2 separate regions of the Ovis aries genome follow, and region 2 is linked to region 1. Evidence: chromatin contacts called from public Hi-C data. All regions are on one chromosome and are shown on one strand. Each heading gives the region's core, a stretch centred on a gene start, on an enhancer-like site or on the middle of the called end of the contact. The rest is flanking DNA. Distances are from core to core; before and after follow the strand shown.

The links. Hi-C and Micro-C count contacts between places; a contact is called where the count stands out from the background.
Region 2: a contact with region 1 is called in a Hi-C map of liver, with 1.8 times the contacts expected there. The contact joins the promoter of B4GALT1 here to the enhancer-like site in region 1. A contact is called at or near these places in 4 of 16 Hi-C or Micro-C datasets (blood, liver, omental adipose tissue and 1 more).

Annotation. Positions count from the first base shown.
Region 1 is chr2:37,947,412-37,950,200 of ARS-UI_Ramb_v3.0, forward strand. No RefSeq gene overlaps it. Among named protein-coding and RNA genes, the nearest start is that of SPINK4, 36 kb to the left of the region's middle. Within about 2 kb of position 1,415, at least 41 of the 54 cell types and tissues checked have an H3K27ac peak or open chromatin away from gene starts, as enhancers often do. A contact at or near this core is called in liver, where this site is marked.
Region 2 is chr2:37,998,510-38,001,298 of ARS-UI_Ramb_v3.0, forward strand. It overlaps B4GALT1 (beta-1,4-galactosyltransferase 1), which reads left to right and starts at 1,419. Exons shown (of 6, transcript NM_001246211.1): 1 at 1,419-1,861. The coding sequence starts at 1,438. LOC105607270 (a long non-coding RNA gene) reads right to left here and starts at 1,057. Exons shown (of 7, transcript XR_009599535.1): 1 at 867-1,057.

The DNA of each region.
Region 1 (2,789 bases), core at 165-2,664:
GGGGGGGGGGAGGGACTCAGAGAGAAAGTCGTGGCCTCCTGGTAGTTTGAATTACGTTTATGGGGCATGTGTTCCAGGTTTCCTTTGGCCAATCATTCTGATTTGTCTGGTTCTGAGTCCATATTTGGTACTTCTCAGGATGCAACCCACTCCAGTGTTCTTGCCTAGAGAATCCCAGGGACGGGGGATCCTGGTGGCCTACCGTGGGAGTCGGACACGACTGAAGCGACTTTTAGCAGCAGCAGGATTCTCTCGTGTGTGTGTGTGTGTGTGTGTGTGTGTGTACTTCTTTCAGCCAAGATGGATTCCACCCAAGAGGCCTATGGGTAGATTAGGTGTCACTCCCCTTTTGATGTCCAAGGAGGTTTCTACTGGTGAAGGTTTCCTTGACTTCAAGAATGAGAAATATGTGGTCTCTTATCTTCTACCTGGGCAGGGCCCAGCCTCCCCTCTGGATTGTCCTGCTACTGATATTTTGGAATTTCTGTCCACAGGGAATGAACTCAAATTGCTTTCCCTGGGGAGGGTGTGGGGGGAGTGGATCTACCTCCTGTCTTAGTAGTGGGGCAGCTGCAAGAAGAGTAGATCCCTGCACCAAAGCTCCAAAGCCTTCAAGTTAAAGAGACCGTAACTGGATTCAGTCCTATATTCAGCACAAAAGTCTCAACACCACCTTTCTCTCTCAAGGCTGTGACCTTGAAACAGCTCCCACTGTGGGAAAGTAGGCCCAGCGAACATTCCAAAGATAGAGGGTGGGGGAGAAGCCTGCGACTACTTTGGGTCCAGCTGGAAGGTCAATCAGGGGTCATGCCCTCTCCATTCCTCCTCCAACACCACTCCAGACCAGTATAGAGGCAGAAACTCTGGAATCAGCAGTCTGTGCTTTAACAGGCCTTCTGGGTGATTCTGATGCCTGCTGAAGTTTTCAAACACTGTACCAAAGTGATAAATGGACATTCTCATCTATCTTAGACATCTATACACAGAGACAAGAGGAATTATGTCTGGACTGGGAAATTCTTCATGGAGACAGTGACATTTTATAGGAAGCCCCAGGCTAGATAAGCGAAAAGCAATTCAGGCAAAGTACTGTGTACCCAAAGGCACACAGGCATGGATTAGCCTGGCCTTTGAAGGGATCTACCAGTCGTTCTGTGGGATGGTCCCAGGCAAGGCAGAGAGATGAGCATGCAGAGGCAGGCAGGGGCCTTGAATATCACGTTTCAAGCGGCGAGGTAACACGGTACCCATTTCCCCTCCCCACGGCTGTCCAGACTGGCCTGAGTCAGACTTTGGTGGACCCATTTCCCGTCCCCGCCTGCCTTTCTCCTAGCTCTTCTCCCAATTCTCTCACCTCCTCCCTTCCCCTGGGGGTGGGACGGTCGGGTTTCCAGGCCAACCCCACCCCCGCTCTCCGCCCCCATCCGGCCAACTCGCTGACGTCAGCCAGGCCGGGCGTGTCTGGCTTGCGGTTTTGGAGGCTGGCCTGGCCCGGCCTCCCGGCTTTGGGGGAAAGGCCAGGGTGAGGGTCTGTGGGCAGGGTGCCGCGCAGGCGCACCTGCTGAAGGACGCAGTGGGGCTTTCAGGGCTGAAGAGAAAGTGCCTACCTCTGGAGACACCCTGTTTCTGAGGGAGAGGTCTATGATGTCAGTGTCGGTTGCTCAAGACCCAGGCTGAAGTCACTCAGCACCACAGCCTGGGGAATTGGCTCCCAGACTGCGCCCTCTTCTCCCTGACCTACCGAGCTGGTGACTCCCAGCGGGTCTGTTCTCCTAAGCCCTCAACACAGGATGCTTGGAGGTGATGAAGGGTGATAACAGCTTCTTAACAATCGGTACTGACTGTTTACCGAGCACTTAGACTGCTGGCAGTGAGTCACCTACTCCTTGTAGTTCTCAACTTTATGCCAACCAGTGCCGGTTTCTTATAATACTTTTAAGTGTCACTCAGCATTCATAGATAATGTAACCAACTTACATGGCAGTTTCCTAATATTAAACCATAAAATGCCACAGTTAGTGTAAGTGAAAGTGAAAGTGTTGCTTATTTGTGTCCAACCCTTTGCAACCCCATGGACTATAGCCCATCAGCCCCTATGTGTGCCATGGATTTCTCCAGGCAAGAATACTGGAGTGGGTGGCCATTACCTTCTCCAGGGGATCTTCCTGACCCAGGGATCGAACCCAGGTCTCCTGCATTGTAGGCAGATTCTTTACCATCTGAGCCACCAGTGAAAGTCGCGCAGTTGTGTCCAACTCTTTATGACCCCATGGACTATACATACAGTCCATGGAATTCTCTAGGCCAGAATACCGGAGTGGGTGGCTTTTCCCTTCTCCAGGGCGTCTTCCCAACCCAGGGATTGAACCCAGGTCTCCTGCATTGCAGGCGGATTCTTTACCAGCTGAGCCACAAGGGAAGCCCTTATGAGAACTGCCAAGAAAGAAAAAAAAATTGTTCCTCTACCCTTCTCAGCTCTTCTGACTGGTCTAAAAGTTAAATTGACATGAGACAGACTAACAGGAAAAAATCAAATGTAATCACTTAGGTTCAAGAAATCCACATTAACATGAGAGATTCCAAAGACACATAAAAATAGCATATATAAGTCATTCTGGGCTAAAGAGAAGGGGGCGCTGCCCAGGACTTCAAAGGGAAGGAAGGCAATTTATAGGAGATGAAAAAAGAGCAAATGTTTAGTAAACAAATGTTTGCTGGGCCATGTAGAAACAATGGGACACAGAGAAGAAGAATTTTAACAGACTTTGCCAGTTTCCGCCCCATGTACC
Region 2 (2,789 bases), core at 169-2,668, 51 kb after region 1:
ATGGTAGCACTTTAGAGTAGGCTGTGACAGCCCCTCAGCTGCCCCATCCACCAAAGTGATAGCACCTCCGTGAGTCTTACTCAGGAATGAGGTGCCTGCCCACTGAGGCAATCAGGTGGGCCCGAGCCAAATCTGAAGCAAGCGACTTCAGTGCCTAAACCTCTCATCTAGATAGCTTCCAGCCCTTATCTGCAAATCAACAAGTGGGAAATAATGGTTTTAGAGCCAGAATTCTGCCTCTGCCTCATACCAGCTGAGCGAGTCTTAAATTTCTTGAGCCTTGAACTCTATCTGTAAAATGGGAACAATCTCTTACTTCATGGCATTGAGTCCAGGTCCGTTCATACTGTAAATAAAGCCAGCTGCTCTTCCTTTGCATGGCAGCGTAGGAGTTACTTGGGCTCCTGGACATCCTCCCACGCAATGCATGGTGGGGGATGCGCTAGAACAGGCACCCACACACTCCCAATCCGAGCTGGGTGGGTCTCCGATATCCCCTAGCCTGGGCTGTCGGACAGTGAGTCCAGAGAAGCGGAGATTCGTCCACTTTCTTTTCCACAGGATGCCAGGTGAGCCACGCCTCCTTGCTGGGCCCCCCACCTTCCCAGCTTGGTAGAGGGACCTAGCTCCGCCCAGGGACGGGGTTCGAACCTCTCAAAGAATCCTTCCGCTGTCCTACCTCCCGCTGGGCATCGAATCCGTTTCCAGGGCAACCTTTCTCCGCCCCTCTTCCTGACCCCCACCCAGATCTACCGAGGTCCACCGTTCTGGAAAGCTGCCGCGGCCACAACCCCTCCAGACAACAACCAGCCTGCCCTCTTCTCCTCCCTCTTCTCTGACGCCGCGCCGCAGGCCCAGACGCGTACCCCTGCTCTTTAGCCCTGCAGGAAGTGGCGGCGCGTCTCGGGGGCAGCTCGGAGAAAGAGGAGGAAGCGAGGCTTAGTAGGGACCGAACCCTCACGGTGCGGGCTTGAGAGGGCAGCGTGGGAACCCGAGAGCTCAACGCGGAGCCTGCGTGCTGCCAACCGCCTCCCCGAACGGCTCCGCCCCGGTAGCCGACCCTCCGCAGGCCCCGCCCCTCAGCTCGAGCACGCCCCTCCACAGGCCCCGCCCCACAATTCGGCCCCGCCCCCAGGCGGCCCCGCCTTCCAGCTACAGTCCTGAAAACTCTGCTTCTACTGGGGCCCTTCCCCCGCCCCGCTGACGGCCCCGCCCCAGCCCGCGCCCGCGCCTTGGGCGCACTTCTGCTAGCTGGGCTGCTGAGCCCGCCTGAGTCGCCGAGATCCGCCGCCTGCCCGCCGGTGCCGCTCCTTCGCCTTCCCCCGCCTCTCGGTCCCTCCCCCAAGTGCTGTGGTCTGGCAGTGCCTGGCTGGCGGCCCGCGGGCGGGCCGCCCTTCCCACGGTAGCCCACCCCCCTCTTAAAGCGGCGGCGGGAAGATGAAGTTTCGGGAGCCGCTCCTGGGCGGCAGCGCCGCGATGCCGGGCGCGTCCCTGCAGCGGGCCTGCCGCCTCCTCGTGGCTGTCTGCGCGCTGCATCTTGGAGTCACCCTCGTCTATTACCTGGCCGGCCGAGACCTAAGACGCCTGCCTCAGCTGGTCGGAGTCCACACAACGCTTCAGGGCAGCTCTCACGGCGCCGCCGCTATCGGGCAGCCCTCCGGGGAGCTCCGGCTGCGAGGGGCCGCACCGCCGCCGCCTTTGCAGAACTCTTCAGAGCTGCGCTCCCGGGCCGCCTCCAACCCAGACGCGGACTCTCGCCCCGGCCCTGGCCCGGACCCGGGGAGCAACTTGACTTCGGCCCCAGTGCCCTCCACCACAACACTGTCGCTGACCGAATGCCCTGAGGAGTCCCCGCTGCTCGGTAAGTTCCCCATGGAGGTTCGCCCATGCCCTCTTCCACGACAGACAGCCCCCCTGTTCCGGATCAGAGCTCCTAATCCGCAGACAGAGGTTCCGGGCTGGACTGGAGTGAGAGGTTGGGAGGTGAGTTCCTTCGGATTCATGGAGGCTGAGTAGGGCACGGTTTTGGAAAGCCGTTAGGCCCCTCCGACCCCAGAACCGGAGAAGACCTTGGAGACTTCCCAGCTCTGGCCCAAACCTCAAAAAGTTTCGGGAGTTTGAGTCCTACTAACTCGGAGCCGTCTTCGCCCTGCTAACTCTGCTTAGGGACTACCAGGCAGCTCAGAGTAACCCTCTCTAGCTTAGAAGAGTGATGATGAGGCCTCCAGCAGGGAAGGGAGCAGACCTCCCAGGTCACATCTCTGTCTTCGGTAGACCCACCGTCTCCTGAGTGTGGATTAACTTTATTCCTAAGCGTTTGGGAACGTGACTTGTCCCTAAACCTCTGGTTTTTCATCTGTTAAATGGAAATAAGAGTTACCTGTTTCAGGGGACTCTTCTGGAAGATTAGAGGAAGCAGTGTAAACAAGAGTTTAACGTGGGTAAGCCCTTGGTAAATTGTCACTATTGTGTTCCTTTCTTCCTCTCTATAGATGCCTGCCCTGGGGCCCTCCTACCCAGCTTCCTGCCCTTGTAGGTTCCCAAAATGTCTATGAGCAGGGCCCTCCCAGGGGCGGAGTGTGTTTGTACCAGTGTAGTGTGTGTATCCTGGGAGCTGGAGGGCTAAAATGTAAGTAACCAGTTAGTACCATGTTGACCCTTCCTTGGTAGCAACCTGGAGTCTCAGCTGTCTTGCCCAGATGATCTGAACTGGCGCCTCCAGCCTGTGTTTCAGCGGGAGCAGAGAGCTTGGGTCGGTGGGTCTGCGTTCCTTATGTCAGGAAGAGGCT